Linked DNA regions of Gossypium hirsutum: region 2 is linked to region 1. The links are chromatin contacts, called in public Hi-C maps. All regions are on one chromosome and are shown on one strand. Each heading gives the region's core, a stretch centred on a gene start, on an enhancer-like site or on the middle of the called end of the contact. The rest is flanking DNA. Distances are from core to core; before and after follow the strand shown. Region 1 holds the start of LOC107908304 (guanine nucleotide-binding protein subunit gamma 2). Region 2 holds the start of LOC107915344.

Region 1 (4,391 bases), core at 1,077-3,576:
GTTCTTGTAGTTACAATGGAAGTAGTGGATCAGGTCTGGTCTCCATGCTAAGCAGCAATCTGTAAAAAGGCCGATGCTAATATGGGTCAAAAGTTACCATATAATATGTGCATGAAGCGTCATGCCAAACATGCTACTATGTCGATACCGTGAGAAGTGTACCGACAGCTGATGAGCAAATATTTAGATCAGGAAAATCTTGTCCAACAGCAAAATATATTGATAAATGAAAATGCTTTAGAATCAGACAAGTAACAGTTTCTAGTTTCGCAAGTTCATGGGAAAGAAAATTTTATTTCTTAAAACTTACTCCTTGCACAAGGTTGACACGTTATCTGTTTTCTCAAGTTCTTCCATCTCTTCCTGGAAAACGATACATAAAGAGCGGGGAAAAACATAAGACATACAAAGCTGTAATATGGTGTCTTTTACACTGATACAAAAACCAAATCCATCATCTGCCTGCAGCAGAAGATATGTGAAAACGGGATGGGACAAACCAGTGTCTATGAACCAATGGCCTACAACCATTGATATAGCACACATCATTTAAATACCACACAAACATAGGAACAAAAGGGGCATTATAAATTATCAGACTCTAAATGGAAATCTATTCATGTGGAGTAGTAATGGATAATATAATCAAAGGCCAATAGCTGCCACCATAGAGGTTTTTATGGGGTGAAAGTGCACAACATTGTTAAAAGTTTCTTTATGCAACTCATGGAAAAGCATGACCAATCAAAGTGAAGCTTAGCAAAGACCAAGAACAAGTCAAAACTAATTCAAAAAAGCTCTTTTGCCTATCACACACAGATTACACCACCACTAATAAGCACTAGATAGGAAGACATTTGGCTTATCGTGTTCACAGTGCCAAAAAGACTACTTCATTAACAACAAAACAAAAAAATGTTTAGCACTTTCCACAAGTAGAGCCGCCATAGCAAGATTGATACGGAACTTCTTCCGCCACCTAGACAGACTTCCCAAGCATCAGTATAAACAGATGAGCAGCGCATATCGGCAAGATCTTGGCCGATTTTTGCAACAAATTAGCAAAAAAGGAAATTACAGTATCCTAGTATAAGATCCAAAAAATGATCAAAAGCCTATTGAATTGGGATCGCCAGTAAAAGAAGAACAATTAAACACCCAATTTTAAGATCTGCTTTGAATAGCTGCACTACAAAGATCTTAGCTTTCCCTTCCAATGACTCTAAGCCATCACTATGTTCCTCTACTTAGCTCAACTTACCAACTAAATGGATAATCCAATACAAGAACCTAAAATTTTTTTGCTTCCATTTTTTATTATCTTAAGAAGAAAAGCTTATTAAAAAGCTTGCACTTTCTTCTCCTGACATGTTCTATGACTTTTTCTACGGAAAATTCAAGCTCCGTTTTTTTTTATTTAAAGAAATCCTTAAATTTATCAAAAGACAGACCAAGTCAAAATTCTTAACGGCATTCCCGAAGAGTATAGAGCAAACCTTAAATGGAAAAGAATAAAAAAGAAAGAGAAGCTAACCTCGAGGAACTTAGATTCTTGTTCGACACGCTTGAGTTGGGCAAGAATCCGATGTTTGCCTCTAGTATCAGCTGCTGAACCAGCCGCTTGCTGTTCATCCGTCGACGACGCCGTTTCTGACTCCATTGCTGCTCTCGCTCTCGCTTACCTGATGGCTGCTGCAAATATTCAAAAATTTCAATGCAATTTGCTCATTCCCGGAAACGACGCGGATCGTTTCGTTTCATTTCATTTCTTGTAGAATTTGGAATTTTGACTGCAATGAAGCAAACCTGCAGATCTGAATTTTTCGTACAAGGCTTTGGTCTTTTTTTAATTCCAATTTTTTGCTGTTTCTCTCTAAAAACTCTGGAAACGGAAACGAGTAAACGACTTTTCTTCGTTTACTCTTTGTTTTCTTCGAAAGCTGTTCTTCTTTTCCTCATTTCCACTTCTTTGCCCCCACAACAATTAAAAATAAAATGCTTTAACTTTCCCTCACTCCCTATACTCTTCTGTATTTTCAAATTTACCCCCATCTCTTTTTATTTTCAACCTATAATCCTTGAACCCCTTAAATCAGAAGAAAATGCATGCTTAAATACCACCTAAGCTAAAACCCAATTAAATTTCCCGATGCAATGCAATTATAACTATAAAAGAATATTTTTGAGCAATAACAAACTAGAATCAAATTAATACAACGAACAGATGGAAAAACTTAAATGCAACTGAACAAAAATTCACTTACGGCAACTGTATACTGTTCGTCTAGAGACTCACACATGATAGTTGCATAGAGTGGAACTCAAATTTAAGTATTCAAAGACCTAGAGCCTCAACCTTTACCAGCAATACCAATATGTCATTAGCAATCCCATCTTCTTCTCCTTCCTTTTTTTAAAGAATTGAATCTTTTACTTGTTTTTAAGCTTAAATGCTAAAAAAAGTGATTGTAAAATGATTTAAAAACTCTATTAAGCCCTTAATAAAAATTACAATTAATTGAAGATTAGCAATCAATTGGGCTCCTAAAATATAATTTCCCATTAAAGCCTTTGAAGGACTGCTAAGTGATGATCTGACAGAAGAATGATAGTTAGCATGAACAAATAATGGTGTGACAGCTAACATCGAAAAATGTCGACGTGGAGGACTTGATTATTTTTTAATTATTTTATGAGGGTTTAATTGATTTTTTAAATTATTTAAGCCTAAAAATTATCAAAATATTATAAAAAATAGAAATTTATAAAAAAATCTATAAATATTATAAAAACAAAAAATGTATACAAATTTAGAATTTATAAAATAATTATAAAAATATATAAAATATAGAGAAATTAATATTAATAAAAAATATGAAAGAATAATGAAAAATATTATAAAAATTTCAGAAATTATAGGCAAATTATTAAAAAAATGTATTTTGAAAGTTAATGGGGGAGTTTGAAGTATGATGGTTATTGGACTTAGTATAGGATTTCGAGTTACTTCTTTAACAATGGGCTTAGTGTTTGATAGCTTAAGATAGTGATAAACAATGATTTTGATTGAGGAGAGGTAATACGAGGACAACTGGTAAGAATGGACTAAATATAATGTATGGTAGTGTAAGGGAAAGTAAAAATAATTAGTAAATTTTTATTAAAAAGTTATTATAAATTAGAAAAATGATAGAAAAATTAGAAAAGCATACAAAATGGGAAATTATATAAAAATATATAAATTCTTAAAATATTATTAAAATTATATAAAAAATTACTATTTCTTTTATAAATCTAATAATTTTGAACTTTTTCATATCATCATTTCATAAGTTTTAATAATCAATTAAGTCCTAATAAAAGAATTAAAAATTTATTTAAGCCCTCCACATCAAATGTCATGTCTGTCTTCATATCATCATTTTTTTTCACGTTAATCACTATGTCAACTACTGCATTAAGAGAGATGCAGGGACCAGTTGTAATTAAACTGAAATTAAATAGTTAATTTTCTTTTCTTTTCTTTTTTCAAATAAAAAAATTGTAAATCATGTGATTAATGCTTAATTACTTCATCGGAACCGACATTCAAAAAGTAGGAACGAAATTGAATTAGGCTGTGTTGTTTATTATTTTTCAAATGAGTTTTTACATGTAAAAGTAATTTTTCCCGAAAAACAATAAAGAATTTCAGAAAAATTTTTAACTTAAAAAAAAAAAAGTACTTTTTGGCCGATGGAGAAGTTAAAAATGCTTCTATTTACATTTTTAACCTTTGTCTTCTCTCAAAATTTTTAGTATTTATATTTGGTATATAAATATTATCCTTTTTTAAAACTTTAATCTAAATATATGTAATATTTTAATTTGTTAGGTTTATATTTTCTATATTATGTTAATATCTAATATGAGTTATACATTCAAATATATTTTAAAATAAAATAATACAAATGTGTTAAAAGCATTAATTAAAAATAAAAAATAATTTTTAAAATAATACAATTGTGTCAATATCTAATTAAAAATATTTAATTATTATATTTAAAAATTTAAATATAGTTTATATATTCTAATTAAATTTAATAAATAATTAATTTTAATTACTTAGAAATATTTAAAATTAATATTATATATTAAAATATTAACAATAATTTATGATAAATTATTTTTTATAATTTTTCTAAAATATCATAATATTAACTAATTTGAACATTATTTAAATACATATTTGTTACTTTATAATATCATGTCTAAAATTGACATTTTATTTTTTAAAAGCACTTTTTGACAGCAATACCAAATACTCAAATTTTTCAAAAGCACTTCTCAAAAGTACTTTTCTACAACACTTTTCAAAAGCAATGAAGAACTGGCCCTTAATTTTGATGAAA
Region 2 (4,391 bases), core at 586-3,085, 160 kb after region 1:
CAAACTGCCGCAACACTCTATCGATCTTGTGCATCTCAATGGTAGCGTACACTACCAATGGGACCTTCACGTGCTAGATGTTCGGATTCACAAAGAATTCCTCAAGGATGACTTCTCAAATTGTCGGATCCTCGTATGGTGTCCATTCAAACTATATTAATATGATAAAAATATTAGTTATATATATACTACTAAATACGAAATCGACTATGTTAATATTATATAGTTCAAATTTAAATAAATAGATATCTCCGCTTTTGATCGTTGGTCTAATAGAAGCCGTATATCTTGAAGGTTAGTAGGTAATCCCACTTGACTCGACCAATGGTTCCACCTATTTAAATAACTTGTTAGCATAATAATATTTATTTAAATTAATTTTATTATTAAAATATCTACTGAATTTTATCTTGTTACGAGTGAGAATGTATACAAGTATTGCGCTCGAGGACGTAAAATGGAAATCAATACCGCGCCCATGATTGCAATAGTAGAATCCAACCACCAATTTTGATTTTTCCTAGTTGCATCTCCCGACATATTTCCCGATACAATATTGCCAACATGACAAACCCCCAACTGAGTTCGCCTGCTCTTCTAAAAATCAATAAGTTTCAATAGCCATCTTAGATGTACGAGTGTTCGTGACTTGTCTGGCATCAGGATACCCCCGATGATCTGAAGGATGTACGTCCAAGTGTGTCGTTCTCTTTCGATTTTAGTCGAATCCTCATCCAACGCCACCAAAGTTCTTCGTAACCAAGCTATTTTGATCCGACCTCCGTAAATCGTTTCCGAAATCGAACCTAAAACTTTACCACATACGCCTTGCCATTCACCAGACTGAACAGACCTAGTGACTACCGACCCATCCACGGGCAGCCCCAACTGTAAATGCACGTCCTCTAGAGTGATAGTACACTCGTCCTATGGACGATGAAATGTGTGCGTCTGGGTCTCCACCTCTCCACCAATGCGCTTACAAGTTTCGAGTCCAACTTACACCCCCAGCCTACAAGGGCCATGGTGCCAAAAACTGGTTTCCCTTAAATATGGTTCAATCAATGATGATGGAGGATTGGGTAGATTACGAATATGGCATTGTAAAATTCGATCTTCCACCTATTTACGTAAAAAATATACAAAATATTAAGTTAATATATAACAATGAAATACAAAATTAAACAAAATTGAAATTTATTAAAAATTATTCTTACCATTTGTAATTGAATGACGAAAATGTGCTTGTCATCATGACGGATTAGAGAACCGACCATTGGTAAATTATATAGAACACGAATTAATTTTAAAAAATATTTTCAAAAAATATTAATAAAAAATTTAATAGAAAATATAATTTAGATTTTTGAAAAAAATTGAAAATTTGAGAGGCTTTTGAGAGTAGTTTGAGAAATTGAGAGAATTTTATGAGAAATGAGTAAGGATGGAGGATTTTATAGTTTTTTTATCGTTGGGGGGGGGGCAACGACTATTTAAAATGGTCATTGGAAAAGTATCCGTTGAAGGGAAAATGGTTCCAAGTTGGAAGCATTTTACTAATGACACGAAATGCTGAAAACGTTTTTCTAGATTTCTCTTGAAAATACTTCCAATCCTAAATCGGCCTATACCCATAAATATTTCAAAAATCGCCTTATTCTAGTAATTTAAAAAAAAATCAGCATTTTTTTAGTAATTTAATCAGAAGTCATGATTCGGCCCATTGATGTGTATTCTTTTGGTAAAGAAAGGGCCATCGAAAGTCTATGATAGACCTAGACCTGCTTTTTACAATCGAATGAAACTTAAGAAAGCCTTGTTGGGACTCTCTAGGCCTCAACGCTCCAATGGATCACCTCTCACTCAAGTAAAATCCAAAGGCCGAACTACGAAATTCTTCAGGCTGAAAAGATTTTTTTTTTTTTTGAAATTACGTGAAAAGCTTGTTACAAGTTTTTTCTTAGCGAAGTTAGTTGAAAAAAAATGGAAGACTCTCTACGACTCCAGAGCTTCGATCAACTCCCATCAGCTGCACAGTTTGCCTCTCAGATTGAATCTCGAAATGTTCCCGCCGTAATTTTCTGTTTTCTCAACTTTTTGTTTCTTTTTTCTCTTTCTCTGTTCGTTTTTCGAGAAAAATTGGTCCGAACTTTTTTTTTCCTTTTGCTAATTTATATAAGCGGTAGTTGCTTCAATCTTAGTTCATTGATTTTTATTTCGTTTTGAAAGGTGTTCGTTGGATGCGTTAAGGACTGGAAAGCCGTTTCGAAGTGGAATCCTTCTAATGGAGGCCTCGGTTATTTGGAGGTTTGCTTATCCTTCTATAATTACTAGAATTTTTATGCTCGCTTTTTGAGTCAAAATATTTTAAGTTGCTAGATTTTTAGTAAAATGGATAATGTTTTAGAAGTAAATAATATTTTTGTATATAATGTTGAAAGACATTGTTATGCATTGAGTTTCAAATCTAGAAAAGTAGCACTAGTTTTACATTTGTTTTATTTACATCTGTGATAGTCTATTCAACAAGTTAATTAATAGGCAAGAGCTTGAATTAGTACGTTATACATGTTGGATATGGTTTCTAGAGTTACATTTTTTTAGTGGAATTGTGCAATTTATATATTCAATTAAAGTATTTATTTTAGTATTTTTCTTGTTTGAGTATAACTTTAGGAACGGGTAGGATCATTCATGGTGGAGGCTATGTTATCTCAAACTGCACCGGTGTTTTACGGTGATCTTAGAAGCCATGAGAGGGTAATTCACTAATTCTCATATTCTTCATACACTGAGGCTTGTGATACATTTTCTCTCTTGCGTGGATGCGAGAATTATGATCAATTTGGTTTTGCATTTGTTTACAGGTTCCATTACCATTTTCCACTTTTATTGGCTTTTGTAAATGGCATAGGCAAAATGTTGGTAATTCTTGCAGTATTAATTCTAATTCACAAGGGCATCAACTTGGAGAATCTGACACAGAGCAAGGCTGTTCAACATTTGTAGATGCTGCTCCAAAACAAATCTACCTAGCACAGGTTGCTACTCAAAGTTCTGTGATCGCTGACATCTCTGTTAACATTTTTTTCTGCATTTGCTTTGTTTATTTAATATGTTGAGACCAGATGGATTTCACTTTTCCTGTGTGTCCTTCATTTCAATTTTCTTTTTAAGCATTGATGTAATTGTTGAATTTTGATACTTCCGATTCAGATTCCAATTATAAATGCTGAGAATGAAGCGAGAGTTCAATTGGAAACTCTACAGGAGGACATTCAGTTGGTCTGCATATTTCTTTCTCAACTGCTTGTTGTTACTAGTTAGTTCTCTAAAGAAGAACTAATAATGCTAGGAAATTCTGATTGCAATTGCTTGATTTGTACAGCCTGCAATTTTGGAGGGAAAAAATCTTTCTTCAATTAATTTGTGGATGAACATTGCTCAAGCTAGATCAAGTGCTCACTATGACCCTCACCATAATCTTCTATGTATAGTCACTGGAAGAAAACAAGGTGAATCTTCTGTTTTTGCGAATTAAATATATAGATTTGTTAGTTATTTTGGTTCTCTAGGTCAGCTCTCTATAGATAGGTGTTCTCATTTGTAATCTGTAGAATCATAACTTTCATCAACATCCAGATTGGAGGATATGACATTCTAACTCATAAATTTGTATTGCCTAGCAACATATCAGCTCTGGATATAGGACTGCTGTAACTTTCTTCTTATGCCTAATCATGAAAGGACCTTGCAGACCACAGCATGAATAAGGGATATTGTCCACGTGCTGGTGTTTGACAATGCTTGTGTACAAGGCATACAATGACATTACATTTTTACTTCCTTCTAAGTCATTCATATATGGGATGACTGAATAAGGAATATTGTCCACATGCTGGTGTTTGAGTTTCATTATCTTACTTACGGTTTCTAAATTGTTTGTAAATAAATACTGCAAACCCAAAAACCCTAGCTGAGGTAGTCCATTTTTCCTTTGCAAGCCATAATGGTCCTTTTCTATCTGCTTTACTTGTCATTGATTGTTAATAAGAATACACGTCTTTCACCTATCTTGTCTTCCTTTCTTGATCAATGCATTTATTATGTGAGTAATATTAGAACGAGTTTTTGCTTTCTTGATGAACTATATGGCCTTGCAGTTGTTTTATGGCCCCCTTCTGCAAGTCCTATGCTATATCCCATGCCTATATATGGGGAGGCCTCAAACCATAGGTATGCTACTTTGTCTATCTGCATCAAGAACCTAACTTTGCTTTTATTTTGCTTCATTTGAACTACTCTGATTATGAAAAAGGAATGTTTGGCTGGCAACATGGTTACTTTCAAATTTACTTTCTTAGCATGTTAAAACTTTTGATGTCTTTAAC

Evidence for each region. A called contact is a pair of places that touch in the nucleus more often than the background predicts.
Region 2: a Hi-C map of leaf shows a contact between it and region 1, with 2.0 times the contacts expected there. The contact joins the promoter of LOC107915344 here to the promoter of LOC107908304 in region 1. A contact is called at or near these places in 2 of 34 Hi-C or Micro-C datasets (both in leaf).

The regions. Positions count from the first base shown.
Region 1 is chrD08:9,251,762-9,256,152 of Gossypium_hirsutum_v2.1, forward strand. It overlaps LOC107908304 (guanine nucleotide-binding protein subunit gamma 2), which reads right to left and starts at 2,327. Exons shown (of 5, transcript XM_041099808.1): 1 at 1,807-2,327; 2 at 1,535-1,692; 3 at 311-363; 4 at 15-59. The coding sequence starts at 1,660.
Region 2 is chrD08:9,409,443-9,413,833 of Gossypium_hirsutum_v2.1, forward strand. LOC107915344 reads left to right here and starts at 1,836. Exons shown (of 15, transcript XR_001689248.2): 1 at 1,836-2,073; 2 at 2,230-2,307; 3 at 2,677-2,760; 4 at 2,868-3,041; 5 at 3,389-3,515; 6 at 4,164-4,236.